2 separate regions of the Sus scrofa genome follow, and region 1 is linked to region 2. The links are chromatin contacts, called in public Hi-C maps. All regions are on one chromosome and are shown on one strand. The core of a region is the stretch at or near the end of the contact, and the rest is flanking DNA. Distances in the headings are between cores, read along the strand shown. Region 1 overlaps PIP4K2A (phosphatidylinositol-5-phosphate 4-kinase type 2 alpha). Region 2 holds the start of PIP4K2A (phosphatidylinositol-5-phosphate 4-kinase type 2 alpha).

The links. Hi-C and Micro-C count contacts between places; a contact is called where the count stands out from the background.
Region 1: a contact with region 2 is called in a Hi-C map of blood, with 2.4 times the contacts expected there. The contact joins the enhancer-like site here to the promoter of PIP4K2A in region 2. A contact is called at or near these places in 6 of 47 Hi-C or Micro-C datasets (alveolar macrophages, blood, embryonic fibroblasts and 1 more) and 1 of 2 datasets of contacts at active chromatin or transcription factors (alveolar macrophages).

The regions. Positions count from the first base shown.
Region 1 is chr10:52,284,490-52,288,269 of Sscrofa11.1, forward strand. The region is part of intron 1 of PIP4K2A (phosphatidylinositol-5-phosphate 4-kinase type 2 alpha); the gene reads left to right. Among named protein-coding and RNA genes, the nearest start is that of PIP4K2A, 62 kb to the left of the region's middle. Within about 2 kb of position 1,297, at least 7 of the 83 cell types and tissues checked have an H3K27ac peak or open chromatin away from gene starts, as enhancers often do.
Region 2 is chr10:52,222,274-52,226,121 of Sscrofa11.1, forward strand. PIP4K2A (phosphatidylinositol-5-phosphate 4-kinase type 2 alpha) reads left to right here and starts at 2,260. Exons shown (of 10, transcript NM_001195781.1): 1 at 2,260-2,533. The coding sequence starts at 2,390.

The DNA of each region.
Region 1 (3,780 bases), core at 47-2,546, 61 kb after region 2:
GCTCAAAAGTGCAGAGGAACAGGTATTGTGAGTGCCTCGGGTGATGTATGCTTAGGAAAAGAAAAAGAAAATGATTAAATGGTTCAAGCTAGATATTCTCAAACCGAATTCAACTCTCAGAACCAGAAGCCAGGACGCACCCAGTCCAACCTCCGTGTGTGCTGAGGCCGGAGGGCTGGTGGTGTGTCTGGCCCGAGGGAAGCCAGGGCTGGCTCCTGATCTCTGAGGTTCTTTCTGGTTGGGGCACATTCCTCAGCGCTGAGCTGCCCCAGGCAGCCCCCAGGAGCCTGGAGAGCCTCTCTGGGTCCTTTTATCAAAAGGACCTGGGTTTTGCGGTGGGATGAAATGTGACCTTGTGATCTTGGGCCAGTTATTTAACTGCTCTGAACTGGGTTCCCTCCCCTTAAAATGCAGATTAAAAATTCATATCTAATGGAATTGTTCTGCAGACCTTATGAGATAATATATGTAAAATGCCTCGGATATTACTGGGTTTAGGATAGCGGCTTAGAGTTAATTAAAAAGGAGGACATCCTCATTCGCATTCCTGTGGGATCTTTCGCTACATAGCAACTATATAATCCCCGTGGGTTGGGGAGATAGAGGAGATTTGGTAAAAATCTAGTGAAAGAAGCTTCTTGTTTTTTTGAGGCTTTTTTTTTTTTTTTTTTTTTAACCAGATAGGTATGGAATTTCTTCTAATTGTGATTCTTGAATTTGAGTTATTTTCTCTGTCTCACTGTATTTTGACCTTTTTGTAGTTTAAACCGATTATCCTTCTCAGTTTTTCTTCTCAATATATTTGCATCAAAGCAACGTACATTTTTTCAAAGTTCTCAGATTCCTGTATGTATGTAAAACATTAATGTACCATGACTAATTTCTCCACCTGGGCATGTACTTCAAGTGTTAAAGATGGTATGATGTTGCATCGTGTTGCAATTCTTTCCAGGAAAAAAAAAATCTCTTTCATTGCAGTTTATGTCACATTCAATACTTGGAGTCATTTTTCAGAACCGTTGCATTTTCTAATTGGCAGTATTTTTCTAAAATGATTTATATCATGGCGTGACATTTTGTTGCCACATGTTCAACTTAGAGCAAACCCTTGCAAGTCTAGTTCTGAGAAGATCAACAAAAATTTATAGAAAACGATTTCCCCCTGGGTGAGTCGAGTAGTTTTGCAATCTATTCATAGCTGATTACTTGGGGAAAATGACCCGTTTCTTTTCCTGTCTGTCCTTTGGGTGCCACATGTTTCTGTTATCATGACCTCATTATGGTTTGTAAACCCCAAAATGGGTTGGTCCCTTTTGTAAGGCCTTTTGAAAATGATTTCACAATAGTGCTAGCTTATACCTCCCCTCCCCCGCCCCCCCAAAAGATGCTGGATCTGAAATTTAGCATGATTGTACCCATTTAAAAACTCACAGTAAAAAAATAAAATAGCAGTTATCGTAATAATAAAAAATTCCCATCTACCTTCTCCCATCTCATGCCTGAACTTTAAGCTTTGCAGGTGGCCAGGCCTGCAATACTGTATGCCTTTCAAAGAGTCAGGTGGATAGAGAAAATCTTTCCAAAATTCAAGCAGTATCATCAGATCTCATTGTCCTTGGTGGGCATATTCTTTGAGAAGATATTTTAATTAAGAGCAAAGAGCAAGGTGATTAAGTTCTAGAGCCCTGCTCTGCAACCTTGGGCCCATACTGACCCATGATACATTGTCCACTTAAAAACTTAAGAGGGAATAGACCTGTGATATTGTCTTGCCACAACTAAAAAAGAAGAAATACACAATGTTGAGTGCTATGGAATCTAAATTAGTTTTAGCTTTTTTTTTTTCTTTTCTAGTTGTTTTTGTAAAAATAGTCTTCCAGGGACACTGTTCTGTTCTTTTGCTCTATAGTGTAGAGAGATTAAAAACATCCTTTTGGAATCCTTCAGGTGAAGACAGAAATCTGAAATTGCCCTGGGAGGAATTGTTAGAGCCCCATGAAAGTAAAAAATGAAAGGTAAGAAGTTCCTTGAAAAGGCCAGTATTAGTCCCTTGAAATGTGGAGCTTTGACAGAAAGACCAGAGCTTCATTCCTAAAACTCACTCACCGACCTAAAGTGGTTAGCGGTTGTGCCCACCTGTTCTTCCTGGCTGTCCGAGGGCTGGGCAGAGGGTGGGCAGCACAGCTTTCCTAGCGGCATTGTCTCCACCACTGGCGGTAATGGGGTCAGGACCTTTAGGAGAGGATCTTATTCCATTTGGAAGCCTGAGTTCTGAGGTATAACGTACAGATGTTTGATGTTTGATGTGTCTGTCATGGTATTAGGTGCTGGGACCAAAACAGAGCAAAATAAAACACTGCCCTGGACCCAACGTGTGCATTAGACATTGAACACTGTTCTTGGTATTGTTGGGCACCAGAGGACACTTAAATCCGGCTCAGGGAGTTTAAAATCCAATTGGTAAATGATTTAGGACTCTATTTAAAATTGGTTTTGGGAGTTCCCATTGTGGCTCAGTAGGTTAAGAACGTGACTAGTATCCATGAGGATGCAGGTTCGATCCCAGGCCTAGCTCAGTGGGTTAAGGATCCAGTGTTGCTGTGAGCTGTGGTGTAGGATGCAGACACGGCTTGGATCCCGTGTTGCTGTGGCCGTGGTGTAGGCAGCTGCAACTCTGATTCACCCCTAGCCTGTCAACTTCCATATGCTTCAGATGTGGCCCTAAAGAAGCAAGCAAACAAACAAAAACATATGGATGCAAAAAATAAAACTGGTTTGAATAACTCAAGCTGGCTTGATCAAGAAGGGAACTTACTGACCCAAATACACAAAGTCCAAGTGTCATTTGGCCCAGAGGCTCGGCGAGTTGACTACTCCCTGCTACTTTTGTCTCAGTGCCACTTGCTCAGTGTTTATCTTCACCCTCCTGGTGGCAAGATGGCTTTGATCACCCCAGCTCTACATTTTTTCATCATTGAGTCCAGCAGGAGAGTGTCTCTTGCCCTAATAAAAGTTCAAAGAGGAGTTTCCGCTGTGGTGCAGTGGGTTAAGAATCCGACTGCGTGGCTCAGGTCTCTGCAGAGATGCCGGTCCCATTCCTCGCCTGGTGCGGTGGGTTAAAGGATCTGGCGTTGCCACAGTGGATCTCTGGCCTAGGAACTTCCCTATGCCGCAGGTTAAAAAAAAAAAAAGGTTGAATGAGAGTCTTGGGCCTGACTGTCACTGATTTAGGCTGGGTTATGTGTCTGTTCCTGGGGGTTCACATGTTCCACTTCTGGGGCAGGGCTGGGAATCAAAGAGGGGCTGGTTGTCCCCAGGTAAGGACCTGGGACACCAATACCAGAAGGAGTGGCAAGAACAGCAGGTGTCCAGCACAGGAAGGCAGGACTAATCCAAGAAGGAAAAAAATAACATGACATTAAAGAGCTATGTGGTGATCATATAATTATTTCATTCAGTGTGCTCTAGGGGTTGAGAGTAGTGTCTAAGTGAGGCTGGAGTGATGAGGCATTAAAGCTTCATAGAGCAGATGCACATGAACTTGGTCTTTAAGGATGGGTAAGATTTTGTTTTTTGGTTGGTTTTTTTTCTTTTTTTTTTCCTTGGCTGCACTGGCAGCTTGTGCAAGTTCCCAGGTCAGGCATCGAACCTGTGCCACATCTGTGGCAATGCTGGATCCTTAACCCGCTGCTCCACCCCAGAACTTGCATGGATAGGTAGGGTTCTTGATTTGACCCTCCCAAGATGCTGATGAGGCTGATGGCAGTGGAGAATTGTTGG
Region 2 (3,848 bases), core at 1,010-3,509:
CATGAGAGCATCAGGAAAGAGAGAATACTGGAGCACAATTATTTTCAAGGACAGGACCTGGGAAAGTGTTTTAGGTGGAGTGGTGACGAGAGGCAATAATCAATGATAATTCTAAGCTTTCAAGTCTGGGTCAATGAAAATTTGTTAAACAAATGAACTTCTGGCTGGAGTAACTGAGTGATATGAATGCCATTTCCAATATAATCGAAAAATGAACCGATGTATGAGATGAAGATGTTGATCTTGGCTTTAGACAATTTTTTGAGGTGCCTGTGGGCAATTGATGTAGAGATGCTCAACCAGGCACTTCTCTAAGATCAGGATAGAGGTTGTGGGTTATACACAAGAACTCTGCATCTTACCTTGTATGTGTACAATGCCATGTGATTTACGGAGTGCTTTTCAGAGCCCCTTGTCAACTGTGGATTTTGATTCTAACAAATATCGTATAAAGTAGGTAGGGCAGGATTATGATCACCAGGCCCAGAGTAGTCCCTAAAGTGACATCTGTGTCTGATTTTAGTAACATGACAAACCTGAGACTCAGAGAGTTTCACTGGTTTGCTCATTGGGAGCACTGGGCAACCCTGTCTCTTCTCACTACAAATTTAGGTTCTTTTAAAAAAATTATTAATATTATTATTGTCTTTTAGGGCCTAAACCCACAGCTAGGGGTCGAATTGGAACTGTAGCTGCCGGGCTTACCCCACAGCCACAGCAACATGGGATCCAAGCTGCATCTTTGACCTACACCACAGCTCCCTGCAACGCTGGATCCTTATCCCACTGAGTGAGGCCCCGGGGTCGAACCTGCATCTTCTTGGATACTAATCAGATTGGTTTCTGCTGAGCCACCGAGCCACCATGGAAACTCCAGGTTCTTTTTTTTAAAACAGTAAGTGTGGTTCTGGTTGAGGCCGGGGGAACAGATAACATTTTGGACAACAGTATGAAGCAAGAGAGTAAGAGGACTTTGGGGCAACCCTTATGTTTAAGAACAAAGGAGCAAAGGAAGGTGACCCCGAGATCTGTCACTTCCTACCCCTTGAGACTCAAGCTCCGCTCCGTAAGGCATAAGGGTCTGTCATCCTGTCTTTCCCTGACAGAAGCAAGCAGATTGCTAGGCACACAGCAGGAAACCACTGCATTTGGGGGAGTAACAATGACAGTAGACATATAATCTTGCCGGGTAGCCTGAATAGGGTAAGTGCCTAGACCAGGATGCTGGTTACTGGAGAAGATACAGGGACAGCAGATTTTTAGACATGCTTGGAAAGGCAGCTTCCTGAGGTGAGTCAGGTGTTCCTAGCATTCAGAAGGGCTAAATTTAGGTGTACGTGGATGAAGACAATGGAAAGATTTCCGTGGAAGGTGAGTGGAACGGATAAAAAGAAGAGATGTAGGAAACCTCGGAGGATTTGACGTAGAAGGTGCAATTTGGGGCAGGATTCTCTGGGCCAAACCAAAGGCTCTGGATGAGGCATGCAGGGTCCTGTCCCTGGCGACCGTGAGTTGTGGTGGGAAAGACAGTCCCGGGGGTTGGGTGAGCGTCTCCCTTCTGCATGCGCGTGGGAAGGCCCAAGTTCAGGGTTCAAAAGGCTCGATGGTTAAAAGCACAAAGGGATTAATAAATTCATTGCAGGGCTCCTTTGGGAGGAGGCCAACAATGTGTCCAGGTCCGTTTCCCCGGTGCTAGGGAAGCTCTGGTCTCCACCAGGGTTTCAGATCTCTCTAGGTCTCCCGATTCTTGGCACCGGAGAGCGGCGGTGCCCCGAGCCTCCTTCCTTAGCCTCACCACCGCCTCTGGGGTCTCCTCTCCTCCGACCTCCCCATTGCCTCCACCCCTTCCTCTTTTTCTCCCGGGCAGAAGGGGACGCCCTGCGGGAGTCCTCACGCTCCCTGCGCCGCATGCCCACCCCGCGGCCTCCTCAGCCGGCGGGGAGCGTCCGCCCCGAGCTCGCCGGCGTCCCCCGGGCCGCGGAGCCCGGGCAGGAGCTGGAGCGCGAGGGCGCAGCTTAACGGTCCCGCGGCCGCGCCCCGCGCCCCGCCCGGCGGCGCCGCAGCTGCTGCCCGCCCGCCCCCTGCGTCATGACGCCGGCGCCCAACGCGGAAGCCGCTCGCGGCGCGCCTGGTCCAGCCGCGGGCTGAGCGCGGAGCCGCGGCGGGCGCGGGATCCCGGCCGGGGCGCGAGCCGAGCACAGCCTCCCTCTCCAGCCGGGCCGAGCGGGCACTGCGGGCGGAGCGGGGCGAGCGCGCCAGTGGGCGCAGCGGACACAGAGCGCCGGGGCCGCCGCCGGGGGGGATGCGGCTGCCTCCCCGGGCCGGCGTGTAGAGAGGGCGGGTCCCCGGCCTCGGGAGCGCGGCGGTGGAGGGGACAGAGGCGGCGGCCATGGCGACCCCCGGCAACCTGGGGTCCTCCGTCCTGGCGAGCAAGACCAAGACGAAGAAGAAGCACTTCGTAGCGCAGAAAGTGAAGCTCTTTCGGGCCAGCGATCCGCTGCTCAGCGTCCTGATGTGGGGGGTAAACCACTCGGTAAGGACTCGGGCTGCGGCGCGCAGTCCCTTTCCTCCTCCTCCTCTTCCTCCCCTCTCCCCTCCTCCTCCCGCTGCAGCTGCTGCGGGGCTGGGAGCCCGAGCGGGGCCCCAGCCTTCGGGCTGCTAGCCTTCTGGGGCTGCCCGCTAGCCGAAGCGCCTCGGTGGCCGCAGCCCCGCGCAGCGCGCCAGCCCCTCGGGGGCCGCCCGGGCGCCACTTGGATCCCCTTTGGACCTAGGGCTGGATGTAGGACAAGGGTCCCATCTGCATTTTGAGCTCTGCGGCCGGTACCATTGTCGCCCCCAGTCCGTCCGTCCGCTCGCTGGCGGATCTGTCCCCGGAGCCCAGGAACTGGGAAGTTTGTGCGGGGCACGACTCCGCCTGGGCTATCACCCCAGCGGGGGCTGCTGGGGTCGGAGTCCTGGCGATCGCTTCCTCTGCGGGGGCGGCCCGATCCTCCGTGATTCTGCAGGTGTACCTGTCCGAGGCTAGGGAGCGCCTGGCGGCAACCCCGCACGGGGGACAGGGGTGAGAATACTGGAGATCGGGGAGCTTGGGCAGCGGCTTGGTGCTTAGGTCCTTTTTTTTTTTTTTTTTTTTTTACCTTTAAAGGCGATATTCTTGGACACAAGAAATCTTTTTGGCAAAGAAAAAGCCAGTGTAAATATGGCACTGGGGTTTAGCATCTTCCTCTGCTCCTCTCCCGCATCGCACTGCCGCTCTGCCTGCTGAAGAGCTGCTTGGCGGGGAGTCTTGCTCCCCACACCTCCTCCCCCACCTTGGGGAGCCAGGCCGAAGTCCCCGACTGCGGAAGGCGGCCTGGGGATGACTTCGGGAGCGGGGGTTGGGGGTAGGTCTCGCCGGGAGCGATGGAAGGCGGTCTTGAGTTGATTGCATCCGTTTGGGGGGTTTGTTTCAAAGGTTGGAGAGGACGCTTGGAAAGGTTAGCCTAACACACACAGCCAGAGGTGCTGAAGATGCGCGGCTGCGGGCTCTGCGGACTGCGGTTTGAGGGTCCGAAATAGCCTCCTGCCGACCTTACCGGGAGAAACTCTTGCAGTTTTAATCTCCTTAGGATCAGGAAACCTGATAGGAGCTGTTGGCTGAGCCATGAAAGTTTAAATGAGCCTGTGCATTTTGACCATGACCTTACTCACTGCAGTCAGCGTCTGAGGAAAAGTATAAGCTTGCCTGCCTTACTTTTGATTTGCATGGGTGTCTGTGGGCCCTTTTCAGCATAATAGAAATGACAGAAAACCATGTTTTTTGTTTTTTAAAAGAACATTCTCAGTTTAAGGAAGTTAGTTTAAATGAT